Linked DNA regions of Mus musculus: regions 1 and 3 are each linked to region 2. A link is a contact called in public HiChIP or PLAC-seq and capture Hi-C data. All regions are on one chromosome and are shown on one strand. The core of a region is the stretch at or near the end of the contact, and the rest is flanking DNA. Distances in the headings are between cores, read along the strand shown.

The links. HiChIP or PLAC-seq counts read pairs in DNA pulled down with a chosen protein or histone mark. Capture Hi-C pulls out chosen DNA fragments and counts their contacts.
Region 1: an H3K27ac HiChIP or PLAC-seq map of embryonic stem cells shows a contact between it and region 2, with 13 read pairs. The contact joins two enhancer-like sites. A contact is called at or near these places in 1 of 484 Hi-C or Micro-C datasets (CD4 T cells), 2 of 115 datasets of contacts at active chromatin or transcription factors (both in embryonic stem cells) and 2 of 9 other capture datasets (liver and pancreatic islet).
Region 3: a capture Hi-C map of embryonic stem cells shows a contact between it and region 2, with 2.7 times the contacts expected there. The contact joins two enhancer-like sites. A contact is called at or near these places in 2 of 484 Hi-C or Micro-C datasets (CD4 T cells and embryonic stem cells), 3 of 115 datasets of contacts at active chromatin or transcription factors (bone marrow-derived macrophages and embryonic stem cells) and 1 of 9 other capture datasets (embryonic stem cells).

The regions. Positions count from the first base shown.
Region 1 is chr3:144,599,015-144,601,714 of GRCm38.p6, reverse strand. No RefSeq gene overlaps it. Among named protein-coding and RNA genes, the nearest start is that of Selenof, 30 kb to the right of the region's middle. Within about 2 kb of position 1,269, at least 13 of the 459 cell types and tissues checked have an H3K27ac peak or open chromatin away from gene starts, as enhancers often do. A contact at or near this core is called in embryonic stem cells, where this site is marked.
Region 2 is chr3:144,410,116-144,412,815 of GRCm38.p6, reverse strand. No RefSeq gene overlaps it. Among named protein-coding and RNA genes, the nearest start is that of Gm34434, 29 kb to the right of the region's middle. Within about 2 kb of position 1,370, at least 68 of the 459 cell types and tissues checked have an H3K27ac peak or open chromatin away from gene starts, as enhancers often do. A contact at or near this core is called in embryonic stem cells, where this site is marked.
Region 3 is chr3:144,615,352-144,618,129 of GRCm38.p6, reverse strand. No RefSeq gene overlaps it. Among named protein-coding and RNA genes, the nearest start is that of Selenof, 46 kb to the right of the region's middle. Within about 2 kb of position 1,274, at least 69 of the 459 cell types and tissues checked have an H3K27ac peak or open chromatin away from gene starts, as enhancers often do. A contact at or near this core is called in embryonic stem cells, where this site is marked.

The DNA of each region.
Region 1 (2,700 bases), core at 20-2,519, 190 kb before region 2:
TTCTTCACAGCAATGGAAACCCTAACTAAGATGCTGCTGCAACAGAAACTTGGCTGTAGAGGGTTTGGCTAGGGATTCAAGTCATTGTTTATAAGCTCACATTGGGCAGGGAGAGGCAGGAAAGCCCTTCAGTCTGGGCTGTAGCCATTTTGGAGATGCTCAAGCCAGGAAGAAAGGGACCAGAATGCAGTGCGGCCAGAAGAGATCTCAGATGTGGGATGGTAAAGAAAGGGGTTCATGATTTAGATCAGACATGACCTGGGATCCTGGGTCGGAACACTGGCTGGGTGGTAGATGAGACGACTGGTGCACGCTTGTAACCAGCACCCAAGAGGCTGAGAGATTCCAAGTTCTAGGTCAGCCTGGGCTACAGATCTTCTATGGAGATCTAGATTTGAGATTCATGTTGGTGAGATGTCAAATGTCTGGAGTGACTCAGGAGGCAGTTGCAGAAAGATCAGTTGACCCCAGAAATTCAAAACCCGCCTGAACAACAAAGGGAGACCCTATCAAAAGAGCAGAGGGCCCAAGGAAGAGGGGGAACAGGCGAAATTCCCTGTTTCACAAGCTAGTAAGTATTCCAAGGGTTGCGCTTATACAAATGAACCCTGGAAACTCAATTTAACATTGATGCTTAGGTTTGTTTTCCTGCAAAGGAAACTGAGTAGTTTTAAAAAGCAAATTGGAAAAAGGATGTGCAGGACATTTGAGGATCTTAACTGAAGAGATTACCTTCCAGGCTTCTGTGATCAATGATTGAGCTTCAGTGATCAATGACTGAGCGGCAGTGATGATACCCGCTGCCTGTCCATGACCCTTATACTGAACTTGCTTTGTCATTGCCTTACTTAAGGCTTCTTGTTTTGAGAACTGGAATACAGCTAAATTGTTACCATGGCACGCACCGTCACCTTTGCCTCCTCTCCAAGGTCATTTCCCATCACTTTTCTTTCTGGGCTGTCAGACATGGTGACCGTCTTTAGGGTATGGGAAAGGCTAGACTTGGGCTGAGGAGACTGCTCAGTTGTTAAAGCACTGGCAAGCACAGGGGCCTGAGCTGGATGCCAAGTAACCTTAAAAACCAAACCAAACCAAACACCAGAAAAAAAACCCCAAAACCAAACCCAGCCAAACAAACAAAAACAGAAACAAAAAAATAAAAACCCAAACAACCCAAAAATCCTGGATGTGGTGGTGGTGTGGTTGCAAGCCCAGTGAGGGGCTACACAGGCCAGTCAGTTCACAGCAAGTGAGGCTCTGTTTCTATAAACAAAAGGTTAGGGACAAAAGGTGGGGTGGGGAAAGGTGACCTCTGGTCTGTACCAGCATCCACTTATGCACATGCATGCACACACACACACACACACACACACACACACACACACACACACTCACACTCACACTCTTACTCCCAGGTCAGAGGGGTTGTTTGTTTGTGCTGACCAGAGGGTATTTTCCATTTACTTTTTCTTGACAGCTTTTGTTTATTCTTTTAGGCTTCAGTTTGCCACCTTCTCAAAGATCCCCAGCCATATCTGTCTCCTTTGTACTTTTCTTCTATTAACTTTATTATTTTAACCGTAATTGTGTGCTTTGATTTGGGCTGTTTACAGGTTGCCTCTGAGCAGAGAGTGAATGCAATCCGTGCAGTCTCACGACTGAAGCTGGGGTCAAGGAAAAGAACAGAGTGCAGAAAAGGGGACCGCAAGATGTAAAGAAAGCCATCTTTACATCTTTACCATAGAGTGGGAAGGAAGGTCTTAACTCAACCATGGGTCCTGGTGCTGTGACCATACAATAAGGAGTATTTCCTTCAAGAAATGCCTGGAAGCTAGGCAAGTCTTAGAACTTGGAAGGTGAGGCAGGCGGATCTCTGAGTTCAAGGCCAGCCTGGCCTGGAGTGAGATTCCGAACAGCCAGGGCTACACTGAGAAACCCAGACTTGAAACAGACCCCCCACCTCCCCCACCTCAGGACATGCAGGAATTGCTGCCTTTCCAGCCGGGAATGCAAAATGGAAACAAGCCACACTGGGAATGCTAACACTTCCTCAACAAGTCAACATCAGGCCAGGAGGCTGGAGTTACATTTTGATGTTAGGGGACTTGCCTAGCATATGCAAAGCCCTGGGTTATAGCCTCAAGCAGTAATAGAGACAAACACATTTCTACTCTCATACTTACGTAAGAAAAATAAAACCCGTCACGCTCAGAACCTAACAGTATATGGTGGAGCACATACAGATTCTATCTGGTTATAAAGACACAAGACTGTTCTTGCACAGATGAACCCTGATGGGACACTGGAGTGGTGTGTGGATGGTGGAGCAGGCATGGGGAATGACTGGTAATGGGACAGGATTTCCTTCTGGAGTGTTGAAATGCAGACAATCCACCCATGGTTGTGCAGTTCTGAACATGTTAAGAGGTCACAGGATTGTGCACTGTAATGGGTGCACTTTATTAAGGGAGTTCCATTTCAGTGAAACTGCCTAGAAGCCCAGCTGACTCCCGTGTTCTGCAGTGTCAGTGAGAAGCGCCTCAGGCCTCACATCTATCAGCCTATGCACACACACCCGTCTACTCTGAGAGCACAGGGCCTCACGTCTATCAGCCTATGCACACAGGTCTACTCAGAGAGCACAGGGCCTCAGGTCTATCAGCCTATGCACACCCGTCTACTCAGAGAGCACAGGGCCTC
Region 2 (2,700 bases), core at 121-2,620:
CTTCCTTTCAAATCTGCACGCGTCTCTACCCTTTCTCTCTCAAACACCAGCCCACTCCTGACGACTACATCTAGGTTGTTCCCCCCACCCCCTTGGGATAGAATGAGGTGAGGAAACTCTTTGCTTTAGAGCATAGCCTAAACCACAAGCCACATCAGTTAGCATTTTGTCTAAGCTCCGCCCCACAGTTACCTGGCAACAGCCAGGTATGCCTGACTCAGTAGCCCCCTCCTCTCTCCTCTTTTCTTGCCTTCTTGCTCCCCCACTCTGTCCCCTCTCTCCCCTTGTGCTCCTGGCCGGCCTCTTTCTTCCTCCCCTCCCCTCCCCTCCCCTCCCCTCCCCTCCCCTCCCCTCCCCTCCCCTCCCCTCCCCTCCCCTCCCCTCCCCTCCCCTCCCCTCCCCTCTCCTCTCCAGTGAGTGCAAGATGCTATCTTCCCCTCGTGCAGAGAGAGAGAGAGAGAGAGAGAGAGAGAGAGAGAGAGAGAGAGAGAGGGAGAGAGAGAGAGAGAGAGAGAGAGAGAGAGGGAGAGAGGGAGATCCATACTGGGAAAAGTAGGGTCTACCCTCGGTGAACCCACAACTGCAGGCATGGAACCTCAGCGTGTCCCAGTGTGTCCCACTCTGTTTAAGCCCGCTCAGTCCGACTCAGGCAGATGCCCTCACCTTTTGTAGCACGGTACTTGACAGTTTCACCTTTCCGTGAACATTTATCTGGTAAGGAATCACTGCATGTTCCGAGCAGTTAAGTTTATCCAACATGCAAATCTCTTAAAACCCATGCCCTTAAATATTTGTGGTCCTGTGGGATGTGACCAGCATCAGGGATGGCAGACTTGAAGGCACTCTGGGTCAGTCTGCTTTCTTTAAGTCTTCTCCAAACACTAGGTTTGGCAAATGAGTCTTGTGTCTTGCCAACCCACCACCACCCCACCCTGTGCCTGCAATTTGTAAACCTCTGTGTATTTTCAGGGAAATGTAGTCCATATGTTTCTGATTGATTTACACTTAACTCATCTAAACGTTGCTTTGCTAGTGTTATTTGATGTCCAAAGGGCCTTAGAGTCTGTTTACATCTGTCTAAGCTGCTTCCCCCCCACCCCCACCTCTGAGGCTCAGGAAGATCTGTTTTGCCAAGAATAAACTAAATTGAACCACCCTACTGGCCCTCCCGTCTATGCCCCCCCCCCAAGTTGGAATAGACTCAGGTTGAATCTGAAATAAAGATCTAAAGAAGCTGTGTTTGAAGTTGACCAAACACTACTGCATACTTCTCTAAGAGGAATTGGAGCCCTAGGCATCCCTGCTGGGAGCTGCACCATTGTTGACACCAGCTCCCAGGGGGTAGCTTTCTTTTCCAACCCTTTCCCTCTCAGCCCTGTTCTCCGCTGCAACTGGCCAGCGACCTGCCTCCATTGTCTCTTCCCATAGGATCCTGTCACTCAGAAGAATGGAATAGATTTTCTACAGTGAACAAAGAGATCCAATTCTCCGATTCTCCTGCCAGATTGGTGATAACATCTTGTCAAGCAAGACTGTGGTTTTCAAACAAAACAAAAGCAGCCTTCAGTGAGTGCTCTACACCACTGAGCCCTAATTTTAGGTAGTTTGCATTTGCCTTGCAAATGAGCCCCCAAATTACTAAACCACAACCATTTAGAGCCGTCCTGCCCGGTGCTGGAAGGATTGGGTAGCATGGGAGGAGTGACTCAGTGCCCCCCCCCCCAGTGGAAGTGGGTAGTTAGACTGCTTACATTCAGAAGGTGCCTGTAGCTCTGAAAACAGAACTGGACTGGGGACGGACACACTGCATCTTGGGCGTGCACCCTGGAGGGGAAAGTACTTAGTTGGGGTTAGGGCAAGCACAAGTCAACCTTGGATGTAATTGAGACAAAGAATGGAGTGATTTGACATTGACTTCTTGATGTGTAGGTTCATCTCGGATGTTAATTTTACATGTCCATTGCTTTCTAGACCCCCGAAAGGTATCAGGAAACGTGTCCTCAGCAGAGGGAACGTTGACGCATCCATGCGGAAGGAATGGTTCCTGGTGCATCACAGCCAGGGCTTAAAGATCTGTTTCTATATTTAATTACTTTTTATTTGCATTAAATTTAAAAATGCTTTTTATTTATTCATCGTGTGTGTGTGTCTGTGTGTGTGTGTGTCTGTGTGTGTGTGTGTGCTCCATGGCATGCCTATGGAGGTCAGAGGTCAAATTTCAGAAAGTGGGTCTCTCCACCATGCTGGTCCCAGGAATTGAACCAGAGACATCAAGCTTGGTGGCAAATACCATTACACAATGAGCCATCTTGCTAGCCACAGATAAATTCTGTATCTGTCAGTATCAGTTGTTCAGTTTTGATTATTCTGCCCTCCAGTAACCCAGAGAAGTCAGAGACTTGAAGCAGGCATTGGACCACCCAGGGCAATGAATGTGACATGAGGCTAGGAGGCCCCATCTCTGCTCTGTGGATGAGACCTCAGGGGTCCTCAACTGTATGTGGAAACAGCACGTTCTCAGGTCGGCTTCTCAGTATGTATGTAGTTATTTGAGCCTTTGGGGGAGAGCCAGGTTGTGAAGCCTGGGAACACGGGATACTTGCTAGAGCTCACTGTGGCCCGTGAGGACACTTGCAACACTCATGTAGGTTGTGCACATGGGTGATCTGACACAAGACACCCTCAGGTGAACCAAACCAG
Region 3 (2,778 bases), core at 25-2,524, 210 kb before region 2:
CAGGCACCCACACAGTGGCTCACAACCATGTGTAGCTCCAGTTCCAGGGGACTGACAACTTCCTCTGACCTCCTAGGGTGCCATTCACAGACATACACACAGACAATCACATCAAAGTGATCCAAAGCCATACCACAGGAAACAGCGTGGGTCACCAGAGTCAGTGCCGTGAAATGACTGGTTAACGTGTTAACGTGTTAGCTGATAATGCATAAGCTGACTAGCCAGCATCAGACGGACTGAAGGCACTCTACAGCTCTGGCTGGAACTGCTTACAATGTCAGCATCTATCCCGAAGTCTAAAATAGAAGCAGAAGTCAGGAATGTTCCAAATGAGGAAGACGTTGAGACTCATGGGAAGCAGAAAAAATGTGTGATCCTGGCTTGAATCCTCTGCTTATAAAAAGCTGCCGATTCCACCGGAAAATCTTAAGTGGACTTGGCTGGAAGAAGGATGTAGGGCAATTCTTTGTAACTATTCTTGTAACTTTTCCACAGGAAACTATTTGAAAAAAAATTAAGTAGTATGATTGCTGTGGCAATACAGCTTATTTGAGCTACTGGTGTGGCTGAGAGAATAACAGGGTGCTGTTGGGTGGGAGATGGGTTGGGGATAACAAACAGGTGGCTCTGAGCAAGAAAGCGTGTTTGTCAGAGGGAAGGAGGATTCATGGTTTGAGCTTCCCTCGTTTGAGCTGTGAGTTTCTTCTTCCCAGCCATGTTGGCCCAAGCACCTTACCTCGAAACTCTCTGTTGCCCTCCCTGCTAGCACTGTCTGTCTACCAGATGCCCCCTGAAAGCACTGTCTACCAGAGGATCCTGAAGATACTGGGAAGCCGAAAGAAGGCTCCTTCAGACACTTAGGAGATATCAGTGCAGTGACATCATATGGCCAGCAGATGGCAGCAGGCAATTCTGGGAAAGAAGAGCCTACTGGAGCAGGGAGGGAGGGCTGGTGAGGCCAGGGCCTGGCTGGCTCCAGCTGTTGGCTCTCTGTGAATTACAGCCTCCTGCCAGGCAACAGAGCCTCCTACAACCCAACCTTGCTCTCTGGAAATAATGGGGGAAAGAGAAGGAGGGCTGAGAGAAAAGTCTTCATTGTGTTTTTGAAGAAAGATGCTTTTATTTCTTCCAATAATGCAGGAGAGAAAAGGAGAAGCCATCATTTCGCAGAACTTGAATGAAATGCCTCAGAGTCCTGGGAGTTAATAGAAAGAGTTGGATTCACTGGTGAGAGGGCGGGACACACCCTCAGTACTCAGGACAAAGGAAGAATACAGACTCAGTTCACTTGTAGTGTGGAGGCAGGGGCTTGAGAATCAGATGAGCCAATCTGTGCATTACAGGGTGTGGTTAAGTATTCGAAAAATCGCTGCAATTGTTGCTACTTATTGGACACTTATTGAGGGCCAGCAAATAACACCCGGCACCAACCCAAGTGTTCGGTGTGTGCTCTATCATGAAATCTCTTCCAGAGTTATGTGTGTGTATGTATTTTGCATATTTCACATTTAAAATTTCAGGCTTAGAGATTGTAACTCATTAATATAAGTTTGTGAGGGTGTTTTACTGTGTGCCTACTGGGGACATACTGACAAGACCAGGGTTGAGGACAAACATGATCCTTCTCTTTTTGTAACTTACTGTCTAGCTGTGAATCCTAGGGTTGAGAACAGAGCCAGGACTTGATTTCAGGTTGGTCAGATACAAACGACTTCTGCTGCCGTTCTAATAACAATAATCGCAATAAAGCTGCACCATTGCTTGCTGTTTAGCACCCCGCTTCCTCCGAGCAGGCCTTTATTAAACCTCTCATTTGTAAAGTAGAAGTTAAAAACACCTAGTTTATAGTTGTCTGGAGAATAAATAAGATAATTCTAATTAAATGCTTACTGTAGTCTGGCATCAAAACTCATCAATAACAGGTCATTGTCATTACTAGGACTGCCTTGGGGTCTGAGATCACACACACACACACAAGTCTCATTAACACATCCTGAGAACTGTCCAAGATTAGACTGTGTCCAGCCTTGAGGTGGAGGAGAGGTTTCATCCCGGAGATGCTAGTTGCTGTTGTTGTTGTTTTGCCTTTGGGAGGGTCACTCCATCATTCTCTCTCCATGTGTCCTGGATGTGGCTGGCCCCAACCCCACCAGGGCTAGACAGATAACTCAGAGCAAGCCGTGTGGGATAATTCCTCCTCCCTGTTGATCATCAATCGAAGGATGAGTATCTCATCCAAATAGCCAATGAGAGTCACTTCAAGGGCTTTTCAAAGAGTTACCAGAAAAGAAATGATCTTTCAACTGAGGCTATTTGCAGGAAGGAATATCAGAACTGAAAGAAGCTGAGAGCAAGGTCACCCGGGAGAAAGACTGTATGTAGTCAATGGATGGCTTGAGAATCCTGATGACATCATCCGAGCCCTGGAGCCAGGGGCTGGCAAGCTTTTACTGGAAAAGGCAGGATCATAAATATATCAGATCATTCCTGCGAGGACCCAACGCATTATGGCTTGAGAGCGGCCTTAGACACTGTGTAAAGAAGTTACGTGGCTTCGTGCCACTAAAACTATTTACAGGAGCACTTGATGGGGCCCGGAGAGATGGCTCAGGGCGGAATGCTTTTCCATAGGGCCTGGGTTCAGTTCCCAGAACCCACATCAGGAAGTTGATAATCCCATATCCAAGGAATACTGCACCCTTTCTGGCCTCTGCAGGTACCCACATACATGTGGGAGACACACATTCATAAGTAAAAATAAAAATTAATCTTATA